Linked DNA regions of Triticum aestivum: region 1 is linked to region 2. The links are chromatin contacts, called in public Hi-C maps. All regions are on one chromosome and are shown on one strand. The core of a region is the stretch at or near the end of the contact, and the rest is flanking DNA. Distances in the headings are between cores, read along the strand shown.

Region 1 (3,055 bases), core at 75-2,574, 290 kb before region 2:
CATAGTCCATGGAATCAGTAAACACTGGCTTCCCATTTCTCTTTGCTCTTGCTGAGGAAAAATAAGGAGAGGGGGGCTCCTTACAGGCCGTTGCATCCTTCCTCTCCTCGTGGAGATTCTCAACATATGGAGACTCGTCCACTGGTTCCACACTGCATAGCTTTCTCTTGGCCCCAAAGATGCGACCATTTACAGCCTTCCCCTCCTTGGCCTCCTGCCCACCAATCTCCTTCTTGACCTCTGGCGTATTCTCCTTCTCCATCTCTGGCTTATTCTCATTCACAGCTTCCGGCTTCTTGTCAGTATCCGCTACAGCTTCCGGCTTCTCGTCAGTATCCGCTGCAGCACCCTCTGCCACTCCATCCTCAAGATGAACCCTAGGAGGCGTCGGCGACCGTCTTGCCCTGGGCAGCCGGCCACGGCACGTCGGGCGGGCCGGCAATGCCGGCGGCTCATCCTTGGGCCGCTCGTCGCGCTTCTTTATGGTCTCGAGCAAGGCCTCGAGGGAGCTCTTGGGAGCGGCCGGGACTGGCGCCATCACGGCGGCTGCAGAGAGCATCACCGCCGAGAAATCAACAGGCCACCGGACCAAACCAGTGAGCGCACGCAAGGGCTCACACGGCAATACGCCAAATCTTACAGCAGAGCGCCGTGGAGGCCAGGGACTTCTCCATTTCTCATCAAATCAGCGCCAACTCCAGGCGCATGAACCCCCCTGGCTCGGGAAGGGCCCGAAAGCGACACCCACCCAAACCCCGAATTACGCGACCAGGCACCAGGAGACCTCGAAATCCCCCCAAGAAAACTCTCGAAATCTCACGCTCCCTGCCCCGAAAACAGCGCCAATCTCAGGCGCCAAGGACAGATTTTGGCGGTGCCGCACCGAGGGACGGGGGGTGGAAAAGAACCCAGACTCCCCGCGATTTTTCAAGGGAGGAGGGGACGACGCGGCCAAGAAGCCTGGGCAGCGGCAAAAGCCGGCGACCTCTGGCGAAAGGAAAGGCGAAAAAACCCGAAACCAAAGCAAAGCCTGCTCCGAATCAAGGCACTAGCAGCGGCAGCGGCAGCAGAAATCGGCCAAGAAACGCATCAAAAGCGAGCAGCACCGGAGAGACAGGATGATTTCTCCCCCCACTCTCCTCCCACTCCCGAATCAGGAGGAAAACCCCAACAAAAAACGCAATTACTCCGCTCTCTCGCTATCTCCCTCTCTCCCCCCGCTCCCCTCGGGGCTTTTGTTTCGCTTCTCCCTCACAATTTCAAACCTCCGTCCCCTGCCTCTACCATGCCTCTCGTGTCTTTTTCCCCTTTGCTCTTGATCCGTTACTTAGGCCGCCGGCGAAAATATTTAGAGCGGAGAAAAGCGAATTACTGATGTGCCCCTGCGGGCAGCGCCGGACTGCGCCGGCCGGACGCTGGCACTCTCGTGGATACTGCGGGGACGGAGAGGCGGGGTGCGCGTGAGCTGTCTGTGGATTGGAGGCTCCGGTTTGGACCGTTGGATGCGGGCGGCTGCGCCCTCCGCTCCACGACTTCAGTTCGGGGTGGCGAAGTTACCCAACTGCCCCTGCAGATTAGTGGTCTCGCACCACCAACACAGGTCTGACTGCTTGTTTCCATTCCTGTGTTGACGACTTCTTTTGTGTTCTCATTAAAATACAAATACTATGATAAAGAAGTCCCCATTTAATTGTTTCCGATTTTTTTCGTGTTCATTAAAATGCAAGAAATCAATAAATGGATAAGTAGCTTCCATTTGGCCGGCCTTCTTTGTTTATACTCCAGGTTTTTTATTGAAGCATTTAGTTGTGGTGTTTGTGTAGTATTGTATGTTCCATGGAAAGAATCAAGGCAGCATTCTTTTATCATAAAAAAATTGATTGCGTTATGGTCAATAGGAGGTCGTGCATTACAATAAGCGGATACATTTTCTATCGGGCTCTCGCGTTTCCATGAACCTAGGTGGGTGCGCTTACTGGTGTAGTCTATGGATAACAATAATAATAAGTGGCTAGGCCTTAAGGTTTGTTGTCGATCGTCGCCTCAGCTCACTCATTTGCTTCGAGATCCATGAAGATTCGTTTTCTTTACTGAAAGCAACGATTTCGTCGAACCGCACTCGAGTAAAAAGGGCCAAATACGCTTCAACCGGGACAATGTGGGGCTGCACTAGCCCTGTGCAAGTATTTGGACCCAAGATAAGTAAAAGTGCCCGTGAATTGTTTGAGCCGTCGTGTATACTAGTACGATTTTTAAGAAAACTAGGAACTGTTCAATTGCTAAGAGAAAACTGTGCTACTAGAAGAGAGAGAGAAAAAATACTAGTAGGTGCGAGTACTTGATCCTGAGTTTATTTGACAGAGAATGTCCTGTGGCCCGTCCGTCCGGCGGCGATATTAATCGAGGCACGAGCGCCGGTCGTTTGCAACGAAATTCTATGGCCATCCAAGGACGCCTTCTTCGTCACATCACAAGTCCAACATTTACAGGGCGAGATCGCAAGTACTGCGTACGTACGTACGTTTTTACCTGCAACGCGAAAAGGAAACAGATCGATGGGAGGACTTGATCACACTGCAAAGTCGCGAGTTCCTCGTTAGTTATCCGGAAGCTTATCTGGGCTTTTATGGCCACCAAACGTAGGGGCGGCAGGACGACCCCCAAACATCCCATCCCTGCAGTAACGTGAAATTCCTGTGATTGAGTTGGTTAGGTGAACAGTGATATCCCCAACCTATCAGGGTTTAAATCCTGGTGCTCGCATTATTTCTGAATTTATTTCAGGATTTCCGGCGATGCGCTTTTAGTGGGAGGAGACGTTTCCGTTGACGACGAGGCGCCTACGGTGACTTCGTAAATCTCAAGATGATATGCCGGCTCAGTCTCTCGGAGGTGCTCATAGAGGTAAGGTGTGCGTGTGTGCGTTCATAGGGGTGAGTGTATGTGCGTGTATATGAGCGCTTGTGTCTGTACTGATGCTAAAAAAAAGTAACGTGAAATTCCTGTCAGTCACAGTACCGCGGGCCCCACCCACAGCACGGCACGGGGTTGTCGA
Region 2 (3,387 bases), core at 209-2,708:
TTTGGTTGAGCCCTGGGTTATGCTCTTATGGATTAATTTATGGTTCACGGTCCATGTGGAGACTACAAAGTAAAGTGTGCATGTATGAAAGATGGATTGTGTTCCAAAAGATTTCCCAAAGATTTTAATGAGCAGACGTCGGTTGATGATAGAGGCTTTCCTATATATCATAGACGTGATTTGGGTTACTATGTGAGGAACAAGGGTACTGTTAAGCTGGATAATCGATGGGTAGTTTTCATATAATAGTTTTGGTAATGTAATTATTAATGTATTTTTCTTCTTGCGAAGCGTACTGGCATATGTTTGCTTTCAATATACATGGTCGTGAGCCTGCAGTGGAGAGATTGGTTGTGCACCTTCCTCGATTCTTCATTACGAGTTACCTTGGAACCAGGAAAGTTGCTTTAATTTTTGTTGATAAGATGACAAAAAATAATGGATACAATTATGGAGAAAATAAATTACTTTGGCTTAACAACCTACAACCAACTGAGCCATGCTTGTCATACTACTATCTGCTGCCATTTCATGGTATTTTCTACTCCCTCCGTTCCAAAATAGATGACCCAACTTTATACTAGCTTTAGTACAAAGTTGGGTCATCTATTTTGGAACGGAGGGAGTAGCTCTTATCCTGCAAGTGTAGCCAACTCTAATGACTCACGACAAAGACTCACATAGTGCATGATCACATCTTATCTTTCATGGTAATTCTGCACTTTGAAGGAAGTTTGTTTCTTTTAGGGAAACCAATGTAGTTTATTTTGATCCAAATCCAATAATAAAATTTGATCAATTCTTGTATAGTCTATGGAAGTTGCATATATTTGTCAGGATTAATCAGCTTGATTGATAAGTTATATTTTTCATTTTGTAGTCTGTATCTGGTGAAACTTTATAGGCCAGTTACACATATTTAAATAGTGTCATTTTCCTTAAAAAAGATTAGCGTTGCATGTTGATAGTAGCATTGGCCAATAATTTCAGACCGAATAGAATCTAAGATGAGACAAGCAGATGGACTGCGAGCTATAACTGAGTAGTGCACAACGACAGATAAACTAACAAATACGAACTCTTATTTGTTTTGTAAGTGTTGCAACACACGGGCATGTGATTCATGGTTCGGACAATGCCCGTAGCAACGCACGGGCATATTTACTAGTCTGCTTATAAAGACACAAGAGATCGAGAAGCTTTGTCGGGTCTAACATCTTTCTCCAGTGCAGCTGTTGAAAGGAAAAAGTAAGGAATGGCAAATTATCAAATCGCCCCATATCATCAACCTGAATCGACCGAGCATCCGCACACAGCCCGCTCTCGCGCCATCACCAGCTCATCGCCCGCCCACTCCACCACGTCACTCCCCTCCGCCACGTGACGGGAGAAGAGAGGTAAAATATCTGCTGCTTTCTTCACCACCAAGCAAAAAGCTCCCGCCTGGCCTCTGCTGGGCTGCACTTTCCTTTCCACCCCCAGAATCGCAGATATTTCCGGCACCGCCTTGCCCTGCGTGGGCCAGAGCCGCCGCGATCCGCCCCGCCGCCAAGTGTCCCCGCGCCTGCCGACTGGGGCCCGGAGCGGCGGTCAAACGTCACGCAGGGGCACGGCACGCCCTATCCGCTTCTGCAACTGCAGCTGCAACGCGGCGTGCCCGTCGCCGTCAACAGTATGTCGGTTTCACCCGGACCGAAGCCTATAAACGCCGCGCCGCGCCGCCCCGCCTCGCCCCGCACCGCCCATTCCGGCCATCCGCCAGCGCGCGGCGCATGGACCACACGCACACCGGCACCAACACCACGCCCGCCGCAGTCATCGCCTCCGCCTCCATGGACGCCGCGCTGCTGCCCGAGCCCAAGCTCGAGATGATGCTGCAGCAGCAGCCCTCGCCTGCGGGCCACTACGCCGCGCTGGACCATCACCTGGTCCCGCCGCCGCCCGCGCTGGTGGTGCCCTGCGAGCCGCCGCGGCCCCTCGAGGCGCTGCTGCAGGGGCCGCAGCTGCCGCCGTTCCTGTCCAAGACGTACAACCTCGTCAGCGAGCCACAGCTGGACGGGGTCATCTCCTGGGGCCCCGCCGGCAACAGCTTCGTCGTGTGGAACCCTTCCACCTTCGCCCGTGACGTGCTCCCGCACAACTTCAAGCACAACAACTTCTCCAGCTTCGTCAGGCAGCTCAACACCTATGTGCGTATCGCATCACTGCCCAATCCTCTGTTTTTTTTTTCTTTTGCAATCAATCACTGGACTATTCATGCGGCCGTACTCTGCTCGGGAGATACTCTGTTTCTGCTAGGTTTCTGGCACTCTGTCTGTTTCGGATGCTCTGTTTTCTTTTTGTTCCTCTTGGTTTCTGCTGTTGTACTCTGCCCAACTCTGCTATGTATATATACACTCTTTGTACTTCCCTTGATAATTTTAGTGAGCGGAGTTGTGGTCTGTAATGCCAACCTGGCGTTTCTTTTGTGAGCGGAATTGTGGTCTGTAACGCCAATTTGGCCTTTCCCGAAAGAACTGGATTATCTTGATCACTGAAATAATCGTGATTCCTGAGGAGTTGATCCTGTGATGGCAAGCTTAACCATTTGCTGGGATGCGACGCTGCTCGCGCTCAAAGGTAAGCTTCGCAATCCAAATCTGTATACGCATCTGTATCTGCCCATACTGCAAATTCCTTCTCTCCAAATAGAAAAATAAACGCGGCAGCATATTTTGTTGGTTTTCTGCTGCTCTGCGTGGCCATGCATTCTTCTCAACTCCTCAGCCTGCCTCCTTCGCAGGTTTGGTCTGGTGCAGCTTTACCCCTTCTAATTTATCATCTTTTCATATTGACATATTTCTGAGACTTTAGCACCGTGTATTTCAAAATACAGTTTTGCTAAAACACATCTAGATGTGCCCTAAGTATTGCACATCTAAGTCCCATGTCCTTGATTTTACACAGAGATTTGTGCAAATATTTTCCTCTTTTTTCTTTTTCCTTCCTAGTTTGATTGAGCCACTTAGATGTGCAATAACTAGGGCACATCTAGATGTGCCCTAGACACTATAAATACCATAGTGCATCTGCTGCAGATTTCTTCTAAGGTTACTGAAGAAATTTTTTGGTGGGTAACACTGTTCAGCTTGCTTCCTGTGGGATTGGAAGGGGGGTGATGTTGTCAGTATGGAGCAATTTGGTTCAGTCTTTGTTCAGTTATAGGTGGCAACTACTAGTGTATTAATAGGTTTTAGTCTGAATGACACTAAAAATGTTCACCCGAGCTCATTTGAGCTCGGGCTCAGAAACACCACGTTCCTGAACTTGGCATTTTGACCGAGTTTATGACTGAACTGTTGTGAAGAATTATGATGCTTGTTCAGTTTCACCTTCTCCTCCTTGTCA

The links. Hi-C and Micro-C count contacts between places; a contact is called where the count stands out from the background.
Region 1: a contact with region 2 is called in a Hi-C map of leaf, with 2.6 times the contacts expected there. The contact joins the promoter of LOC543045 here to the promoter of LOC123188258 in region 2. A contact is called at or near these places in 2 of 5 Hi-C or Micro-C datasets (both in leaf).

The regions. Positions count from the first base shown.
Region 1 is chr2A:186,753,455-186,756,509 of IWGSC CS RefSeq v2.1, reverse strand. It overlaps LOC543045 (myosin-3), which reads right to left and starts at 1,324. Exons shown (of 24, transcript XM_044600310.1): 1 at 1-1,324. The coding sequence starts at 559.
Region 2 is chr2A:186,464,110-186,467,496 of IWGSC CS RefSeq v2.1, reverse strand. It overlaps LOC123188258 (heat stress transcription factor A-3), which reads left to right and starts at 1,458. Exons shown (of 2, transcript XM_044600308.1): 1 at 1,458-2,189. The coding sequence starts at 1,773. LOC123188259 (a long non-coding RNA gene) reads left to right here. Exons shown (of 2, transcript XR_006494459.1): 2 at 1-345.